3 separate regions of the Mus musculus genome follow, and all the other regions are linked to region 3. Evidence: chromatin contacts called from public HiChIP or PLAC-seq and Micro-C data. All regions are on one chromosome and are shown on one strand. Each heading gives the region's core, a stretch centred on a gene start, on an enhancer-like site or on the middle of the called end of the contact. The rest is flanking DNA. Distances are from core to core; before and after follow the strand shown.

Evidence for each region. A called contact is a pair of places that touch in the nucleus more often than the background predicts. HiChIP or PLAC-seq counts read pairs in DNA pulled down with a chosen protein or histone mark.
Region 1: a Micro-C map of embryonic stem cells shows a contact between it and region 3, with 2.9 times the contacts expected there. The contact joins the promoter of Gfpt1 here to the promoter of Gmcl1 in region 3. A contact is called at or near these places in 18 of 39 promoter capture datasets (the 3T3-L1 cell line, 3T3-L1-derived adipocytes, the C10 cell line and 12 more), 7 of 484 Hi-C or Micro-C datasets (LSK cells, embryonic stem cells, stem cell-derived neural progenitor cells and 1 more), 9 of 115 datasets of contacts at active chromatin or transcription factors (the SCID.adh cell line, astrocytes, effector CD8 T cells and 6 more) and 2 of 9 other capture datasets (liver and macrophages).
Region 2: a contact with region 3 is called in an H3K4me3 HiChIP or PLAC-seq map of embryonic stem cells, with 18 read pairs. The contact joins the enhancer-like site here to the promoter of Gmcl1 in region 3. A contact is called at or near these places in 20 of 39 promoter capture datasets (the 3T3-L1 cell line, 3T3-L1-derived adipocytes, the C10 cell line and 14 more), 1 of 15 datasets of contacts at CTCF or cohesin (large pre-B cells), 17 of 484 Hi-C or Micro-C datasets (B cells, the C10 cell line, CD4 T cells and 11 more), 18 of 115 datasets of contacts at active chromatin or transcription factors (the SCID.adh cell line, SST interneurons, T-cell acute lymphoblastic leukemia and 13 more) and 2 of 9 other capture datasets (adipose tissue and embryonic stem cells).

The regions. Positions count from the first base shown.
Region 1 is chr6:87,041,272-87,044,167 of GRCm38.p6, reverse strand. It overlaps Gfpt1 (glutamine fructose-6-phosphate transaminase 1), which reads right to left and starts at 1,322. Exons shown (of 19, transcript NM_013528.3): 1 at 1,163-1,322. The coding sequence starts at 1,169.
Region 2 is chr6:87,020,439-87,023,289 of GRCm38.p6, reverse strand. Nfu1 (NFU1 iron-sulfur cluster scaffold) reads right to left here. Exons shown (of 8, transcript NM_020045.3): 5 at 2,451-2,571; 6 at 102-162. Among named protein-coding and RNA genes, the nearest start is that of Nfu1, 12 kb to the right of the region's middle. Within about 2 kb of position 1,294, at least 8 of the 459 cell types and tissues checked have an H3K27ac peak or open chromatin away from gene starts, as enhancers often do. A contact at or near this core is called in embryonic stem cells and neutrophils, where this site is marked.
Region 3 is chr6:86,731,861-86,734,738 of GRCm38.p6, reverse strand. Gmcl1 (germ cell-less, spermatogenesis associated 1) reads left to right here and starts at 1,361. Exons shown (of 14, transcript NM_011818.3): 1 at 1,361-1,828. The coding sequence starts at 1,575.

The sequences.
Region 1 (2,896 bases), core at 73-2,572, 310 kb before region 3:
CTGTGTAACTGTGCTCCAGCTGTCTTGGAACCAGGTTGTACTCAAAATCACTGATTTCCACCTGCCTCTGTCTCCTGAGGGCTAGGATTAAAGGCGTTGTACCACCACCGCCCAGCTAAATAAGAAGCCTTAAAATATGGAATAAAAGAGCCTGTTTTTTTTAATGGTTGTAGTAAAGACATATGTTAAACAGGTGTACATGCATGATGTGGGATCTTTAGCCAGGACTACTACTCTCTCTTCCAACAAGATCAGCTCTGAGCCCATTTCATCAAGTTATTGATTTAGTAATGGTTCCTGTTGAGAGACTTAAGAGTGGCAGAAGTCATGTGGGGTATCACTGTCAGTGCGTTGGCTTGAGTTCTCGCAGGCCTGCCTAAAATAAAGTGACTAGAATTAAGTATTTTTAAGACTGCAAGATAAGTAAATTCAAGAAATGCTACCAGCCAGGAGTGGTCATTCATACTTATAATCACAACACTTGGAAGGCTGAGACAGGGCAATGTGAATTACAGGCCAACCTGGGCTACCAAGTGGGACCCAGTTACAAAGAGACAGAAAAAGGGGATTTGGGGGGTGTGGCTAAGGGAAAGAGTACTCACTCACTTGACAAGCTGCCTTTATGAGTTTAACCCCCAGTACCACACAGCATGTTCACAGGTCGCCTCACTCACCTGGTGGACCTTCCCCTAGGCATCCCTCCATACTTGGTCTCACTTTGAGCCTCACAGCTCTTCTAAGGTAGGTATTCATCTATCCTCTGAGCTCTATGCAAAGGTGCCCCTTGAACGCTCTGATACCCTCCCTGGCCCACCCCACCCCCAATCCTCTAGCCCCTTTAAGTAGCCTCTGACTCCTAGGGCCCCCACAATCTCCTCTGCCGGTCCCTCTTAAGCACACTAGCTCCGGCCGCCCCTTCAACACCGGAATCCCCATCTTAGAGTCCCTGCCTCACGGACAGCAGCCTTTCTCCCCAGAGACCCTTCTCCTTCCAGATCCCGGCTCCCCTCAGGACCCTCAATCTCCTCGGGATGCCCGCTCCACAAGCCCCCCTTCTCTTCAGGACCCCAGCCCCAAGGCCGCTCTGTTGACACGCGCTGTCCACCTCTGGCTTCACTGCGCGGGCCCTGCGGCCACCACACACCCCCATCGCTGCCCTTACCGCACATGATGTTGGTCACGGGCGAGGGCTGAGCTGTCGGGCGCGCGGAGAGCTTCAGAAGCGAGGGTGAGCTCGGGCCGGGGTGGTGGCAATGAGAGGACTCTGGGATGCGACAGCTCAGACCCGACAGTCCGACTCAGCGCTCGCTTCGCTCTCAACTGCCGCCCCGCCCCCCCCGGCCACGCGCGCCGCCGCGGCTCTCCCATTGGGCCGCGCCCGCGCCGCTCACGCGCAGGCATCGCCCGCCCAGCGCGCAGACGCAGAGCTGCGGGTAGCGACGTGGCAGGGGCTCGACCAGCATCCGCTTTAGGTTCCTGGAGCCGCCCGCTGAGGGCGAGCCGAGCCTCGGAGGAGGAGGAGGAAGGGAATGTTTACACAGCAGTTTGTGTGTTTCAAGGGGAACGGGAAGGAGGGAGACAGAGAGAAAAGCTGTAGGGCAGGAGGGAGAGCCTGGGACAGACGTGTCAGTGTGCAGAGCCACGGTGGCCGGAACTGCGCTGCTGGCGCAGAGGTGCGGGAGCCTGCAGGACGCCCTCGGGCAGCCATTCCGGTGACGACCTGAGCTGTAGGCAAGGTGCTCAGCGCCCCACTCCCTGCCTTCCTCACTGTTCTCTGCCTAAGGTACCACTAGTCAGTAGTCCCAGCACTGCGCCTGCGCTCAGGGAAGCTGTGGGCACGTTGTACTCGGGATCGCTCTTGTCGCGAATGAACTCTCCGTTGAGAAAAGAGGAGTTAGCGGGGCGTTCCCTTTCAGAAGGTTTAAATAATACCTTGGAGCAAAAGTAGCTGGTTATCAGCCCGCACTTGATAGCTCTAACGGAAATGAATGAGTAGGGCCCACAGAAGCACTCTCAGCCAGAATCCCCTTCCTACTGCTCCAGCATTCAAAACTGCACGCCAGGGTTATTCTACAGAGTCCCACATCACATCCTTGCCACTTTTAAGTGTGACATCTTTAGGTCTCCCCAAGATGGTTTTAACATCTCATCCTTTGATCTGTCTCATACAATAACAGACTTCTTTGGTTTTTTGTTTTTTGTTTTGTTTTTTGTTTGTTTGTTTGTTTTGAGACAGGGTTTCTCTGTGTAGCCCTGGCTGTCCTGGAACTCACTCTGTAGACCAGGCTGGCCTCGAACTCAGAAATCCGCCTGCCTCTGCCTCCCGAGTGCTGGGATTAAAGGCGTGCGCCACCACGCCCGGCTATAACAGACTTCTGTATTAAAGGTGGTTTTTTTCCTCTCCCCACTAAACTGTTAAGTTCCTTTATGATAGAGTGAGATTTTTTTGTTTGTTTGTTTGGTTGGCTTTTTTTTTTTTTAATAACCAACACTTGCCTAGTCATAGACCAGAGCAATACGTGGCAAATTAAAACTGTTCTGGTGGCTGGAAAGAGTGATAAAAGCCTTATAGGCTTGTCCTAAGCTCTTTGTATGTGCAAGGAAGCAAAGGCTTTTCAGTTTTTTTATCGCCTATCTCAAATAGAGGCTAGAAAAAGTAATCAAGGAAGTATTTCTCATCTAAAAGGCTCTTCATTATTCCAAGCCATTACACAGGTCCCTAGATTACGTTGGCAGAGCTAACACAGTGACATGTTCCTTAGAGGACCTCTTAGAGACCCTCCCCTGGAAGGCGACTTGAATGATACTGCACAAGAACCGAAGTGTGGTTCTGGTGCCTTGCCTCCCTTGTTTGCTGGCAGCAAACCTGTCGATGCCACAAAGGAAATGGCAGTAG
Region 2 (2,851 bases), core at 45-2,544, 290 kb before region 3:
AAGCTTGCTGCTTTAATGAGAACGGTCTCTGCAGCACTAGATTTCAGGGCGTGGGGCATGGTATGCAGCGTGGCGTGGGGTGGGAGGATGCTAATACCTACCTTATTCTAGTATCTAGCAGTTCTTTAATCATTGCCACGACTTCGTCATCTTCCTCAGAGCCTAGAAAAAAAAATCATAAGAAAACCAAGAGTAACAACTTTGAAGTCATATAAGCATAAAACAGGAAGGTTTTGACATAAAAGCATAGTCAAGCATAGTGGCACTCAAGTAGACAGAGAAAGGTCACAGTCCAAGGGCAGCCTGGTCTACATAGGAAGTTCCAGGCTGGGTAGATTTAGCAAGACCTTGTTTCAAAACCCAAAACAAAAGAAAAAAAGCCATAGAAAAATACCACCCTCCTAGCTGCAATCCTTCAGCTAGAAGGCCTTCCCCCTCACACAGGGCTTGGAGGTGGGTCCCTGGGGAAAAAGCTAGCCAGTGACAGAATATTTGGTATTGTCCTCTCAACAGCCCATTACCAGCTTTCTATGTGTAAATGTTGTCCTTCCAAATCTGTCCAAAAGATGACTATCTGGAATTATCGTGTTAAAAAGCAAGCTGCCTGGGAAGGAAGGAAGTCGTGCAACCCTCATCTCTGCAAAGGACAAAGAGATGGGAGGGACAGGAGCTGTCCTGCTGCTGGTCAGATCAGATTGGAGTGTGGCTTATTGAAGCATATGGAGTTGGCAGCTGAGCTGGGCTGAGACAGACAGAAGGACCAGGGTGAGGGGACAGGCCCAGGGGAAGGAGGCTGGAGGTGACGAGCTGGAGCAGTAGGGCGGATGCAGTGCGGGAAGCGGGGTTAAGCTGGTTCCCCCCAAAAAAACCTGCAATGTACTACATACAGTTTGCATTCTTAATACTCCCTTTAAAAATGGGTCTAAAGCAGCTATAGAAGAACTAACACTGTTTCTTGACACCTTCTCCAGAAAAAGTTAACATCTGTTGAATCTAAGTGAAAGCAACTTTGTGCCTTATTTATGGTGGTTCTGAATTCTCAGAATTTTTCATAATTAAAAATTTTAATTTTGTATAATATATTCAATGTCCATACAAATTTTAAAAATTGAGAAAACAGTATTATGAAGCTCTGTATGAAATTTTGTCTCATGTAAAATTGGTTCCAGAGCCAAATGCATTCAATGACAAAAGTGAATCCATTGCCCTGGGCTGTCTCCAGAACTAGACAGTAAGCTCCTCCTGCTGACGCTCTGGTCACAAGACATAGAACAAAAGCTGGGACTAACACAAAGTCCTCACCTGCAGGCCAGCTCACAGCCAGAAGGCACTGCGCAGGCAGCTGGGAGAGAACTGGGTCAACCCTCTGGCTCCGCGCGGCCCCGTGCGCCGCACCACTGACCAGACCGGGAAAACACTGCTCACCGCCTGCTCTAACAGTGGCAAGCCCCATGTCGGGTAACCGAGTGCTTTCTGATTGGAACTGAGGCCAGCTCCACTGGAAGGAAGTTATATCTGCTATTGAACCTGGTCAAAAACTTGTGGCGAGGAGGTCATAGACCCTTATGGGAAAGCTACAACTGTTTTATTAAATAGACATAATGTGCTCGCCAAGTTTCTTTTTAAATGACCACATTTATGCCCACAGATTAGTACTGCTATCTGGTTTGGTCAGAGTAGCTCTTCATGCAGTAGGTGTCAAAGTGCTGAGCCTAAGTGACTGTGGAATGCTCAGCCCTAAGTGGGACAGCCTTACCTGCAAGACTGAGACCATCAAGGAGTATTGGGGGAGGGGCAGAAGGACTGTAAGAGCTGTGGAATACCATCTGCCTGTTCTTCTAGAGGACCTGGGTTTGGTTCCCAGCACCCACATGGTGGCTTGCAATTAACTGTAATTCTAGTTTTCAGGGGATCTGATGCCCTCTCCTGGCCTCCAGCGGGACCACACACACACACACACACACACACACACACGCACGCACACGCACACGCAAGTGAAACACCCTGGAATGGGGAAGGAGGCTCTCATGAGGCCCCACCCTCACCAGGGACCTACACAAAGTTAGTGCTGGGGAGGAAGGATATCAGCTACGGTGGTGTGTCCACTGGTAAGGTGCCAGTGCTTCTGTCAGCAGCACTAGCAGGCCTCATGTAAGCCTCTCACAGAGGAAGCAGCAGGAGATGGAGGTGGGGTTGGTGGAAAGAGGGAGAGGATCATCAGGCGTGAGGGAGACAAGGAGGAGCAATAGACGTGCTTACGATCGAAACACATTATATACATGTATAAAAGGCCTTAACTGAACCCATAATGTCGTATAATTAATATGTTCATAGCTCTAATAAAAACATTTTAAAAGTCTGTATTCTGTCACTTGGCATCCAGGTGAATGGGAATGAGGTAGGAAGTCAATAAAGACTGGACAAGCATGGACAGACCAACACAGCGCTACCTGCTTCTCCCGGAGGCGGAGGCGTCTCCTCGGTCACTAGGGGTAAGCCAGATGCAAAGAAGTCCATAATTGTGGCATAAATGTCTGGTTTCAGTAAATTCCAGTCTAACTCTTCATTCTCCTGTAATCACATTGAAGAAGCATGTTGCATTTCCAGCCAAGTACAGGACAAATCCAGATTCCCACCTTTTTTTTTTTTTTTTCATTTTGAGACAGGGTCTCACGTGCAGCTCTGACTGCCTGGAACTCACTACATACATTCAACTAGCCATTCAACTGGCAGAGAGAGATCCGTGCTCCTGCCTCCTGAGTGCCGGGATTAGAGGTGTGCGAACTATGCAAATACACACACGTATCTGAAACTCATCACATGTGCACATGTGTCAAAAGAATGACTAGTA
Region 3 (2,878 bases), core at 112-2,611:
AGAAATTCCTCAGTGGCTCACAAAGGACATATACTGCTATAACGGAGTGCAAATGGTGAATTGATGCAGTCAGTTCCGGGGGGGGGGGGGCGAAAAACTGGCAAGAACTCGTAAAGTTGAAAATTTCCCAAGAGCCCGTTTCTGGGATCTGCCTGATGAAGCTTTTGCGAGTGGTGTTCCTGAAAGAGCATCTACGTAGAAATAACTGAAACCCCTTGGCAAGGGAGTAGGCAAATGATGTGTCTAACAATGAGCAGTGACAATAACTAGAGATTCCATTCAAAGTATAGTTTTAGGAGAGGAGAAATCATAGGTTTGGGATGGTCCAATTCCATTTAAATTACATGTCTGAATGTGCAGCAGAAGAGTGGTTATACGTGTAAAGACATGCATAGAAATGGCACAGAGAGGGAGAGGCTGGAAACTGAGAATTAGTACACAAGGGGTTTCTCATTCCCCACTATATATCAATAAAGCTAAAGGGGAGTGAATCAAAGTAAGTGTGATAGAATTCCAAGCCAGTAGTAGGTCCACAGGTACTTGTATTGCTCTGTTTGAAACATTCTATTATAAACATTTTACTTTGAAAGGTATAAAAGGCAGGTATGGTAGCTCAGTGCCTCAACTCCTAGCACTTAGAGGCTGAGATAGGCGGACTTCTGAGAGTTCCAGGGAAGCCTTGGGCTTCAGAGTGACACTTTTCCTTGAAGAAAATTTAAAAAAAAAAAAAAATCGAGGGCCAGGGATGTAGCTTAGTTGGTAGAATGTTTGCTTAGCATTCAAGAAGCCCTGCATCTGATACTCAGCATTTCAGGTCCACGAAGGTGATGTGACACATACATGGCTGTAATCCCAGCTTTCAGGGGGTAGAAACAGGAGATCAAGAGTTCAAGAGCATCCTATACAGTGAGTCGAAGTATGTAGTACGAGACACTGACACAATAAAATAATAATTAAATCAAAACAAGGCAGCAGAAGGAAGGCAAGACCTGGAGGCTAGCTGAGGCTCCAGACTGAACCCGGTCAACACAGCTGGGTGACGGTCATCTATCTAACCGGGCCAGTCGGGTCCTAGAGCCCTGGAAGCAAAGGCCATGTTGGCAAGTCCGTCCTCTTATTAACCGTACAGGGCTGGATGAGACCCCGGAATCGAGGAAGCTTACGGGAAGAACCAGCGACAGAGATCCCGAGATCTGTTAGGCATAAGCACACAGTGCCCACGCCCCTCCGTTGAAGCCGGAACCGCGGAAGTCAGACACGCACCGGGGCTGAGCGCCGCAGGGACGGGCCAGCAGCCTGCGCATGCGCAACCTGCAGCGCAGGCTCCGTCCTCCCGCCCCGCCTTTTCCGGAGGCTCGCCTTGCGCCTGCGCCCTGCGGCGCGCGCTTTGTTGGGAGAAGGAGGGGGCGAGGTCTAGCGAAGCCGGTCCGCTGAGGCGCTACGGGCGGGGCTGAGGATGGAGGTGACTGCGTTCGCGGCGACGGTTGGGGCTGCGCGCGAGGCGGCAGCGGAGTAGGCGGTGGAGATACGGGCATGGCGGGGCGGCCCCTCGGTGCTCCCTAGGCGCCGGAGCCATGGGCGCTCTCAGCAGCCGGGTGCTGCGGCCCGCAGGGCGCACAGAGCAGCCCGAACCCACGCCCGGGGCTGGGGGCGCGGCCCGCAGGTCGGACGCCGGCGAAGATGCGGGCCACAGCTTCTGTTACTGTCCGGGCGGCCGCAAGCGCAAGCGCAGCAGCGGCACATTCTGCTACTGTCACCCCGACTCCGAGACAGACGACGACGAGGACGAGGGCGACGAGCAGCAGAGGCTGCTGAACACGCCGCGCAGGTACGGAACGCCCCGCACCTTGGGGGGCCTGACCCCGGTGTCCTTGACAGGAGAGCGCGGGAGGGTCGGTGCGGGAGGTGAGTGCCCGCGGAGCAGATGGGAGCTGGGCGTTTGCAGACAGACCTAGGTCAGTGCGGGAGCGGGCGCGTGCCGGGCAGACCTGGGGTCAGTGCGGGAGCTGGGCATTAGCAGACAGACCTGGGTCAGTGTAGGGTCTGGGAGTTTGCAGATAGACCTGGGTTAATACGGGAGCTCGCGCGTGTTGGGTGGACCTGGGATCAGTGCGGGAGCTAGAAAGCTTAGGGTTCTGCACATTAAACAGAAGCTTCCTGAGTGTCAGAGCCTCAACCTGAGCCTAAAAGGACTAGCCAGAGCTTCCGCGTCCCTTCCGTAGCAGGCGTTTGCTTTTTGAATAGGATAGCCACGGGAAATTTTACTGTGCATCACTAGCCATAAATCAGTAAAGAGAGGAGCATAGTAGTCCCTGAGATGGACATCTCTCTGTGTTGTCACTAGAGGGACCAGTGATGGAGATTCGCCCAGTTAAGAACAAAGTCTGCTTGTTGAGGTGGGCTGCACTCTGTGTAGGTTGCATAAGATTTTTTTGAGGGAAGAGTTGAAAAAAAAAAATCATTGCTTGTGAAATAGATGTGGCGTATACCAGAATATACTGTGCAGTAAGGATTTTTTTTTTCTCTTTTTAAGGTCACTGTTAGACTCACACAGATGTAATTTTTTAATGAAATTTTTAAAAAGGATCTGCTTATGGACATTGCATTTTTGTTGACAAAAAAAGTGTAGGTGAGCCGGGCGTGGTGGCGCATGCCTTTAATCCCAGCACTCCGGAGGCAGAGGCAGGCGGATTTCAGAGTTTGAGGCCAGTCTGGTCTACAGAGTGAGTTCCAGGACAGTCAGGGCTACACAGAGAAACCCTGTCTAGGAAAACCAAAAAAAAAAAAAAAAAAAAAAAAAAAAAAAAAAGTGTAGGTGGTAGAGTTGGAGCTCAGTGGTAGCGGTAAGATATGTAAATATCTTAGGTTAAAAACTAGG